Regions from separate parts of the Sus scrofa genome. Here regions 1 and 3 are each linked to region 2. Evidence: chromatin contacts called from public Hi-C data. All regions are on one chromosome and are shown on one strand. The core of a region is the stretch at or near the end of the contact, and the rest is flanking DNA. Distances in the headings are between cores, read along the strand shown.

The links. Hi-C and Micro-C count contacts between places; a contact is called where the count stands out from the background.
Region 1: a Hi-C map of retroperitoneal adipose tissue shows a contact between it and region 2, with 1.9 times the contacts expected there. The contact joins two enhancer-like sites. A contact is called at or near these places in 1 of 5 promoter capture datasets (liver) and 9 of 47 Hi-C or Micro-C datasets (brain, embryonic fibroblasts, heart right ventricle and 6 more).
Region 3: a contact with region 2 is called in a Hi-C map of embryonic fibroblasts, with 2.0 times the contacts expected there. The contact joins two enhancer-like sites. A contact is called at or near these places in 4 of 47 Hi-C or Micro-C datasets (embryonic fibroblasts, fetal heart ventricle and heart right ventricle).

Annotation. Positions count from the first base shown.
Region 1 is chr12:57,004,568-57,007,770 of Sscrofa11.1, forward strand. It overlaps MYOCD (myocardin), which reads left to right. Exons shown (of 14, transcript NM_213745.1): 8 at 2,847-3,091. Among named protein-coding and RNA genes, the nearest start is that of ARHGAP44, 44 kb to the right of the region's middle. Within about 2 kb of position 1,409, at least 10 of the 83 cell types and tissues checked have an H3K27ac peak or open chromatin away from gene starts, as enhancers often do.
Region 2 is chr12:56,822,541-56,825,643 of Sscrofa11.1, forward strand. No RefSeq gene overlaps it. Among named protein-coding and RNA genes, the nearest start is that of MYOCD, 110 kb to the right of the region's middle. Within about 2 kb of position 1,656, at least 5 of the 83 cell types and tissues checked have an H3K27ac peak or open chromatin away from gene starts, as enhancers often do.
Region 3 is chr12:56,580,166-56,583,442 of Sscrofa11.1, forward strand. All of the region lies in intron 2 of LOC110256111, which reads left to right. Among named protein-coding and RNA genes, the nearest start is that of MIR744, 120 kb to the left of the region's middle. Within about 2 kb of position 1,911, at least 1 of the 83 cell types and tissues checked has an H3K27ac peak or open chromatin away from gene starts, as enhancers often do.

The sequences.
Region 1 (3,203 bases), core at 159-2,658, 180 kb after region 2:
GGGGTTTCCAGGGGCCTCAGGAAGGGGGGGATGGGGAAGGGCTGCTTCGTGGGGATGGAGACACCTTGTAAGGTGATGAAAATATTCTGGCTGCGCAACATGCACTGACGGTTGCACACACTTATAAAGGTACCAAACGCCGCAGAATTGCAGCTTGGAAAGTGGTTGCCATGGTGATGTTTATGTTCTTTGTATTTCACCACAATATAAAAAGAGGGTCCCCTTCCCCAAGCAGCCACAGCCACCCCATCGGGGCAGATCACCTCGACGCAGAAGGGAGGCGGGGCATCAGTCTCCCTCACCCCCCCAGGCAGGGTCTGCAGCCAGGTGACCGTCACAGGGTGGCCTCAAGTGTCCTATGAGACCTGCAGATAAGAGGCATCACTGTGGGTTCGAGAAGGCCTCACAGGTGAGCAGGGGGTTGAACCAGCCTTGAAGGATGAGCTGGAGTCAGCGAGCCCAGGAGGGAGCCGCAGACAGCAGCAAATTAGAAAGAAAGGAGGCAGGAGGGGTAGGCTCTCGGGGAGGGTGTTTAGTGGCGTCAGTGCTGGGCGATGATCTCCTTTGCAGCCTGGACTTTGGACGTCAGCGTGCAGGGCAGGCTGGGCAAGCTGCGTGTAGGCTGTGGGGTGGCGGGCACACGGCCGGCCCAGCGGCGTGTGTGGCTGCGCATCAGAACACCTTGAGCCTGTCCGGGCCTCTCTGGCCGCAAGCCACACCCTTCCCGCTTTACACAGACAGGGTCTTAAACCACCGGGATTCGGATCCAGGTCTGCGTTGGGAAGGTGCCTGTGCTCCTATGTATGGACCATGCAGTTTGAGAGAGAAAACAAAACCCCGCCACCTCTGGATCCTCTGGCGTCCGAAAGAGCATGAAACGCTGCAGTCCCATGGATTCAGAGTTCCGTGGGGTCAGTGGTCTTTGCCCCCTCGGCATCTGGAGAAAATGGCCCGATTCTAGAAGGCATACCTTCTAGAATGCTCAAGAGTCCCTGTATGAAGGCAACAGAGAGAAAATTCCTTTGCCTCTGACTTAAATGCGAGACCCCAGGGCTGAAGTTCCCCCACCCAAGGCACATCCGAGGAGCAGTGGGGACAGGGGCTGAGCTGCAGCAGAGCAGGGCAGAGCTGGCTGCAGGGCCCTGTACAGAAGACTGATTAATTAATTGGAATGCTCATCAATGGAGGAGCAGGGAGGAGGGCCACCCGGCCCACGGGAGAACGTGAGCCCATTGTCCATGGTGTCCAAGAAGCCACCTCCCCTAGAAAACACAAAAGAGCTTCGGTGGTGGGACGTGCTGAGTCAGAGAAAAGCAAGTGGAACAGGTCACCTTCAGATGTGTGGTTAGTGGTTACAATGGGGACGCTGCCCGGTCACAGCAGGCCTGCCAGCTAATCAGGAGCCCCCTCTGGTGGACACTGCTGGTACCACACCTTCCCTCGACCTTGTCCCTGGAACCTCGAGACTCCCACCTTGATAGCCACAGCCATGTTGATTTCAATCTTCTGTAATAAAGTCAGGGTCTAGAAATGTATGCGGTTTTTTTTTTTTTTAGGGCAGCACCCACAGCATATGGAGGTTCCCAGGCTAGGGGTTGAATCAGAGCTATAGCTGCCAGCCTACCCCACAGCCACAGCCACACGGGATCCAAGCCACGTCTGCGACCTACACCGCAGCTCACAGAAATGCCAGATCCTTAACCCACTGAGCAAGGCCAGGGATTGAACCCGCAACCTCATGAGTACTACTAGTCAGATTCGTTGCTGCTGCGCCACAACGGAAACTTCTGGGTTTTTTTAACTGATGGCAGTAGGGGCCAATTGCTTCCCAATCTGTGGAGGCCTTTTTTTTAGGAGCAGGTTATAAATAGAATCACACTATCCTTTGAACTCTATTATTTCAACAGCACGTTTGGAGTTCTCTGGTGGTGCAGCAAGTTAAAGACCCAGTGTTGTCTTTGCAGTGGCTCAGATCACTGCGTGGCATGGGTTCGATTCCTGGCCCAGGGACTTGTATATGCTGTGTGTGGCCAAAAAAAAAATTTTATCTTCTTTCATTGATTTTACTGTGATCAAAAGGAGAGAATATTTTCCCCACCTTGTAGGTGAGGTGTTTGAGATGTCATAACATAACACGGATAACTGAACCATGTTCAAAAATGTCTTAGCTTCCAAGCCTGTGTCCTTCACTTTTTTCAAGAGTCCAAATTGTGCCACGATGGTAACTTCTGGAAAGATCCTGTGGACAGCTAACCCTTCCCATAGTCGGTAAAATATCTTTAGTTCAGAGGGTGTCCCTTCCTGATCTTATATCCATTTTTGGTGGGAAGGGAAATGGATCTTACCTTTAAAGAAGCAGCAAACATCCACACTCTGGATTTTCAAAGACAGGCTTAAATGTCGTCTGAGTTTCTGTCATCAAGAGTCAGCTTACGAAGGGCGTATTTAAAGGTGATAACAGCTATACGGGTGGAAGAACTTTCTTAGAACTCCCTCCCAAGAGCAGGTTATCGCCTTCATCCAAAGTCAGTTGGTCTTAGGTGAGGAAGGTGCCCTCACGAAACACGGGCTTACATCTCACTTTAGGCTAGAAAGGAAATTCTTCCCGAGCCCCCTCTGAGATTCAAGACTCCCCGCCTAAGGAGTGTCCTTGCACTGTGATGAGTTTACAGTGGATTAGATGCCTTCATGTCCCCGGGTCTCTGTGCATCCTGCCTTTGCTGCACTGGAGACCCGGGGCTCAAGAGCATTCGTCAAACCAAACCTCCTAGAGGTAAACCCATGATGCCAAGTCATTCCCATCCGACACCTCAAGCGCATATGCTCTCTCTCCATCCCCTTTGCAGTCCAAGTCCTTGAGCGACGGTAAGAACCGCCACAAAAAGCCCAAAGACCCCAAGCCCAAGGTGAAGAAGCTCAAGTACCACCAGTATATCCCTCCGGACCAGAAGGCGGAGAAGTCGCCTCCCCCCATGGACTCTGCTTACGCCCGGCTGCTCCAGCAGCAGCAGCTGTTCCTGCAGCTCCAGATCCTCAGCCAGCAGCAACAGCACCGGTTCAGCTACCCCGGGATCCACCAAGCTCAGCTCAAGTAAGTCAGGGGAGCCCAGGGTGGTGCCTGCAATGATGCCGCGCACGTGCTGAACACACTCGAGCTGCGGCGCATGCTCCTGCCTCCCCAGCACAGCGCCCCTGCTGGTCAC
Region 2 (3,103 bases), core at 406-2,905:
TCCACTTACTGAGCCAATGTGAAAGAATCAGAGGAGGATGAGAACTCCTTGGGAACTGATGCGATAGGTTTTTCCGATTTCGGTGTGGCTTCTTGCCAGCTCTTTTCTACCTGTTGGAGGAATTTGGCCACGGAGCTCGATTAGCTTCTTTTACCTCTGGTGGCACTCATTTTTCGTGGATTTTGCCCACCATTCTGACTCCTGGGACCTTCTAACTCCTGACTCCGTGGACTAATTAATTCTCCCCTTCTTATATCTACGCTTCAAACCCATCTTTGCTCCGGGAGCGACCTCTTGTCAATGCAGCCGACAGGTGGCGCTAGAGAGAACGGACGCGGGAGGAGAGAAGGGAGCTTTGGCTTCCCCTGGTCCGGGATGCTCTGGACCTTCCTCCGTCTCTTAAGGGGCCGTCCGCCGTGGCTGCTCCCCTTCTCAGAGACCTGAGCATCTTTTCCAGCGCAGCTTGCATCTTCTTTTTGTTGCGTCAGCTCAGGTGTGGCAGCTGCCTCCTCGGGCTTCCTTCTGTTGTTTCCCTCTTCCCACCCCACGTCATTCATTCCTCTATTAAATCCCATCTGTTTGAAATTCCTGGTGTGGTCTCCATACCCTGACTGGATACTGACTGATAAAACGAGTGGAAAGTCCATTCGTTCCCTCAAATCTCATTCCTTTAGAAGGTGCCTCATCAGCACTTCAAAGGAGTCTATGTTTAAAGAAACCTTCTGTAAATTTCATTACATTTTATAAAACACCTAAAGCCTGCTATTCAGACCCCATACCTTACCCCAGGGTGTGTTTTCTGTCTTTGGGGGTCAGGGTACAAATGGAAGGAGGCTGTTTTACTACTCTGAAGTTTCAGTTCTATTTTATAACCAAATCTCAGTAACTTCCACAAATAACATCATAGACTATGAAGCAGTATATAATAAATGTGTATTATAAACCACCACACCTTTTCCCCTAAAACATGGCAGAGTATAAGAAAATAGATATACATTCATACATACGTGTGTGCATTTGTACATAATCCTTTATAAAATCTTGATTCCATTGTGTCTATCTAGTGAATTCTGTATATTATCTCTATTTTAACATATAATTAGTTTGTATGTGTGTATACATATATATATATATACACACACACATACAAAACCAACAAATAAAAGCAGAGAAAACAATACCAAGAGTGTTTCTATTTTCAGCTACTCCATTTTCTGGTGTGCTTGGGGAATAGGGTTCAAGGTCATCCTTTGACACTTGGAATTTAGAGAACAGGCTCTGAGGAATCCGTGCCTTGCCCAGGTTACTTGGCCAGCAAGTGGCAGCTGAGGCTGCCTGCCTCGCCGCCCCACACAGCCTTTCCCTGAAGCCCAGCTGCCTCCCCCTTCCCACCCCACAGGTCCCCGAGGTCCCTGGAGCTTTGCTGAAAGAATGCGTCTGCCCCTGACAGCCTGGAACGGAGAGTTCAGCCTCTGGCTTGGTAACTCGGGACTCTGACTGTGAATCTTGCCTTCTCTTCTTTGACTTTCCCCTCCCCTGAAGAGGAAAGTTATTTTCAACTCTCCATCTGTTTTGTGTTTAATGTGCAGAAAGGTTGCACACTTTCAGGGACCTTGTTCATAAGCAGTAGATTGTACAAGAGTTTATTACACAAGTGGGGGTTTTTATTGCTGGCCTTTGTGGCGTTGCCAACTGGGAGAAGGAACATAACGTGCTTAGCGGTCCCTATCAGGAAAAATGAGAAGGCATTAAATACCAGTCAAATTGTCAAGCATTGAAAAGTGGGTAATCAAATCCAGAATTCCCTGGAGTATGGCTAGTGAGAAGGATTTTTCTCATTAACAGTGTTTTTACGGCCACAATTGGTTCCCTAGGCACTTATGTCACCGACAGTATCCCAGAGCATTATATGAGATGTGTAACAAGAGTGGAATAAGTTGTGACCTAGAAAGACTCAGGTCCGCTTCAAAATCTGACTCTGGTCAGCACAGAGCATCAAACTGGAACCCTCGGAAGAGCTTTCTATATGTGTGTGTGTATGATTTGTGGAGTCCTAAAAAAGTGATACAGGAGTTCCCATCGGGGCTCAGCAGAAATGAATCTGACTAGTATCCATGAGGACACAGGTTCGATCCCTGGCCTCGCTCAGTGGGTTCAGGATCCAGCATTGTCACGAGCTGTGGTGTTGGTCGCAGATGCAGCTCAGATCCCGTGTTGCTGTGGCTGTGGGGTAGGCCAGTGTCTACAGCTCTGGTTAGACCCCTAGCCTGGGAACCTCCATATGCCATGGGTGCGCCTCCCCCCCAAAATAAAAAGAAAAGAAAAAGAAAAAGTGATACAAATGCACTTATTTACAAAACAGAAGCAGACTCACTGAAAACAAACTTATGGTTACCAAAGGGGAAAGGAGGAGGAGATGGGTAAATTAGAAGCTTAGTATTAACATATACACACTACTGTATTTTATATTTAAAATAGGTAACTAATAAGAACCTACTGCAGAGCACAAGAAACTCTACTCAATACCCCATAATAACCTGACAAAGAATAGATAAATGTATATGTATAACCGATTCACTTTGTGGTCCACCAGAAACTACACCAACACCGTAAATCAACTATACTCTGGTATAAAATAAAATTTAAATAAGTAGATTAATTAATTGATTAACTAATCACAACATTAGGAACATCAGCTATGTAGATAATCACTCCTGATTTAACCTCTGTCTAATCCTGAGCCCTGTGCTGTGTCTTCCTAGGAGAGAATGCATCAGAATTATATGGTTTACTACTGATTTGTCCTGAGCCATATGATGGGGCTAGAAAACGTCCACAGAGCATCCTAGGAGACACTCTATCAGAACATTCCCAGCTAAAGAGGCCAATGCCAGTAGTCATAGGTTACTCTTATTCCTTTTCCCAGAAAGCTCAAGACTATCACAGAGGCTGCTGCATAAAAGTTGGTGGAGGCCTCTGACTTGTTCTAGCCTCCTAGCTCTCAGTCCAGGCTACACATCAGAATCATTTGCCACCGGCCGCCCCAAACCCTAGACTCATTAAATAAAATCTGGTGGTGGGCTAGGACATGGGTGTGCTTTTA
Region 3 (3,277 bases), core at 661-3,160, 240 kb before region 2:
GTGCACTTTCGCCCTGAGCCGTGTCCTCTGCTGGGGTGCAGGCCGGGGCTCGGGGAGCCCCTGGAGAGAGCGCTGGTCCTGAGGGAGCCCAGGTGCCAGGCACACGCTTCGTTGCCTTGAAGAGATGCCCAGTTGGTGGAGGAATGGGGCAACTGGGAGAGCAGACCGTGGTACTTCCTCTCCCAGCCCCGTCTCCCCGAGGCTGGGACCTGGGGGCAGGTGCTGATGTCCCATGAGGGTCGTGGTTCTGAAATAAACCTCCGTTGCCTGAAGTCCTAGGGTGGGACGCAAATGACGTGGCTTTGCTATTCGTGTGAAACGAACAATGAAAACGTGGGGAGAGGCTGGTTCAATGGTCTCTTGCCACCTGACAGTCTGTTCCTGAAGGTGGTGGCTTCACGCAATCATTTAATTAACTCATGTTCTGTGGATCCGGTCGTTGGGCTGGGCGTGGCTCGACCTCCCTGGAGCTCCAAGCGGCCTGGGCGTTACTGGGCCACTCGAGGATGCTTCTCTGGTCCCAGATGGCTTCTTTGCATCCCTGGCACCTTGGCTGGGAGGCTGCATGGTTTGGGTCAGGTGGGACTCTGCCTCTCTGCCTGGGGTCCCCAGCAGGGTCCTCACCTCAGCACCGCAGCTGGGGGTGCCAGGGGCCCCAGGCAGCAGCTACAGGTCCTGCTGCAGTCTGGGGATGGCATTTTCACATGCCTCCCCAGGCAAAGCAGTCATAGGGCCCTCTGGGTGGAAGGGGACGGGAGGTCGACCCAGGCCAGGTTAGCATGAGGGTGAGAGGGTTTGGGGGCCGTCTTTCATGGGCCGTAATGGCCTTATCCCTTCTTCTTGATTTATTTGGGGCCACACCCACAGCATATGGAGGTTCCTGGCTAGGGGTCGAATCAGCTGTAGCTGCTGGCCTGCACCACAGCCATGCCAGATCAGAGCCGCATCTGCGACCTACGCCACAGCTCACGGCAACGCCAGATCCTTAACCCACTGAGCAAGGCCAGGGATACAACCCACAATCTCATGGTTCCTAGTAGGATTCGTTAACCACTGGGCCACGACGGGAACTCCACTAGTCGGGTTCTTAACCTGCTGAGCCCCAGTGGTAACTCCCCCATCTCCCTTCTTCTGCCGGGTCCCCAGCAGCTCCTCTCTGGTGAGGGCTCTCAGGAAAGACGTAGCCCCCTGGTTGCCCAGCGTAGCTGGTGTCTGGTGGAGCAGCTGTCTGTCTGTGACCTGCGGGTTGGAGACGAGGGCCCCAGCGTCCCCTCGCTGGAAGCTGGGGAAAAGCTGGCCCGGGCAGACGTCAGCTGACTGCACTGAGCTGTATCGTATGGGAGGAGCCCCCTGGGGATCCAGAAGCACTCGGGGACAGCGATACACAGAAGCCCTGCTCACCCCCTGCAGGGACCTTGATGTCTCTGCAGAACCCACAGTGTTCTTTTAAGAGACACGCTCCACCCAGGGGACACCCATGCCTGGGGTAGGTACATAGGTGCGTCTAATGGAAATTCCCCCACAGCCTGGTGCATTCTTCAGTGTTTGTCTGGCAGGGGCAGCCTTACCATGCGGAAGAGGCCCCCACCTCCTCTGCGACGAGCCCCTCGTGGGCGCTTAGTGGTGTCACACAGCATCTTCCTGCCTGGTCCTCGCAGCTTCAGCCTCGCAGGGCAGTGCCCAGTGATGTGCCAGCCTCCCGGGGGTCAGCGGATCCCAGTTCAGGACAGTCTGACCGTGCCCCCCACCCTCCCCGGTCTTCTCTCTCGGAGGCCCCACCTCCCCGAAGCCCCTCCGGGGACCTGCAGCTCCTGGCACCGTCTCCTGCTGGGGCTTCCGGGCAGGTTCACAGAACCTGCTTATGACGCTCCTCTTGGCAGAGAACTTGGGCTGCTGGCAGGAAAGCCCTGCGGGAAGGTGGCACTGGACGAGTGCTCAGCACAGCCATGCTCGTGGCCGGGGCGCCCTGAGGGGCTTGAGCTGGCCTCGCCCACTGTGAGGTTGGGGTGGAGGAGGCCTTGGGTCTGGGGACTTGGCTGTTTCTAGAACAGTCCCTCTGAAGCTCTCCCACTGGTGGACTCCCCAGAAAAAGGTGGACTTTGCCAGCTTCTGCCAGAGCCTCTGGTGGTAGCCCAGCTGCACGGGGGTCATGGGCAGAGGGAGGGGGCTGCAAATACCGCCTGGCCGGGGTCTTTGCCCTCCCCGTGGAGGGCACCCCGCTTCTATCTGGGGAGCAGGCCTGCGAGTCGGCGGCGGCGTCTGCTGGGCAGCAGGTGCAGTCAGGGAGGAGCAGCGAGGGCTGTGCCGGGCTCCACTGTTTTTAAACTGTTGGCTTTGTGATGACATGTCCGTTGCCATTTTTCAATCATAGTCACTGAAACGAGTGTCAAAATCCATTTAAAGAAGTAATTTAATTATGTGCTGTTGTGTGTCCAGGGCTTAGTATCTTTCAGAAATCAATTTGGAGGCATTGACCCCGAAGCAGGTTTGAACTCTGACTCCTCTCTGGCTGCTGGAATTAAACAATAGTGATTATCAGGCTGTCGCACGTTTCTCTTTCTGAAATGATTTTCTGGAAGAAAATGTTTATAATCTTACTGTCAGACCGTGATTTTGATGAAGACACATTTTTCCCGTGCACAAGTAGACAGGCGTTGGTTTACACACATGTTGAATAGATGGCCCGTGAACCTCAGGCACAGATTGGGTTTACTTGGAATGTGAGCATGGCATTTGCCACCACTTGGTGGCAGTGTACCCCAATTGCAAGACCTTGTTGAAGCGTGTCCTGGAGTCTGGCAAGTGCTAAAATGACAAACCAGAAGTTAGGAAGTGACAGCGACACCCCCTATCTAGATTCTATTTTAGTAACACTAGTACAGCGCCATGAAGCATACTTAAATACTTTCTAAAGTTACTCTCGGCGAGTACGTCACTATTCCCCTGATGAGTATTTGTAATCATAATTTTCATTTACTTATGGTTGGAGAATAGAGATGTAAAGACCTTGTGACAAAAAGCCAGAAAATGAATGACAAGCAGCATTTTTTTCATTGGTAAAAATTAAAAATTTTATTAATGTTTTAAATAGCTCCCCTTGTGGCGCAGTGAAAATGAATCCGACTAGTATCCATGAGGTTGCGGGTTCAGTCCCTGGTCTTGCTCAGTGGGTTAAGGATCCGGTGTTGCCATGAGTTGTGTAGGTTGCAGACACAGCTCAGATCCCACATGGCTGTGGCTGTGGCGTAGGCTGGCAGCTGTTGCTCCAGTTCAACCC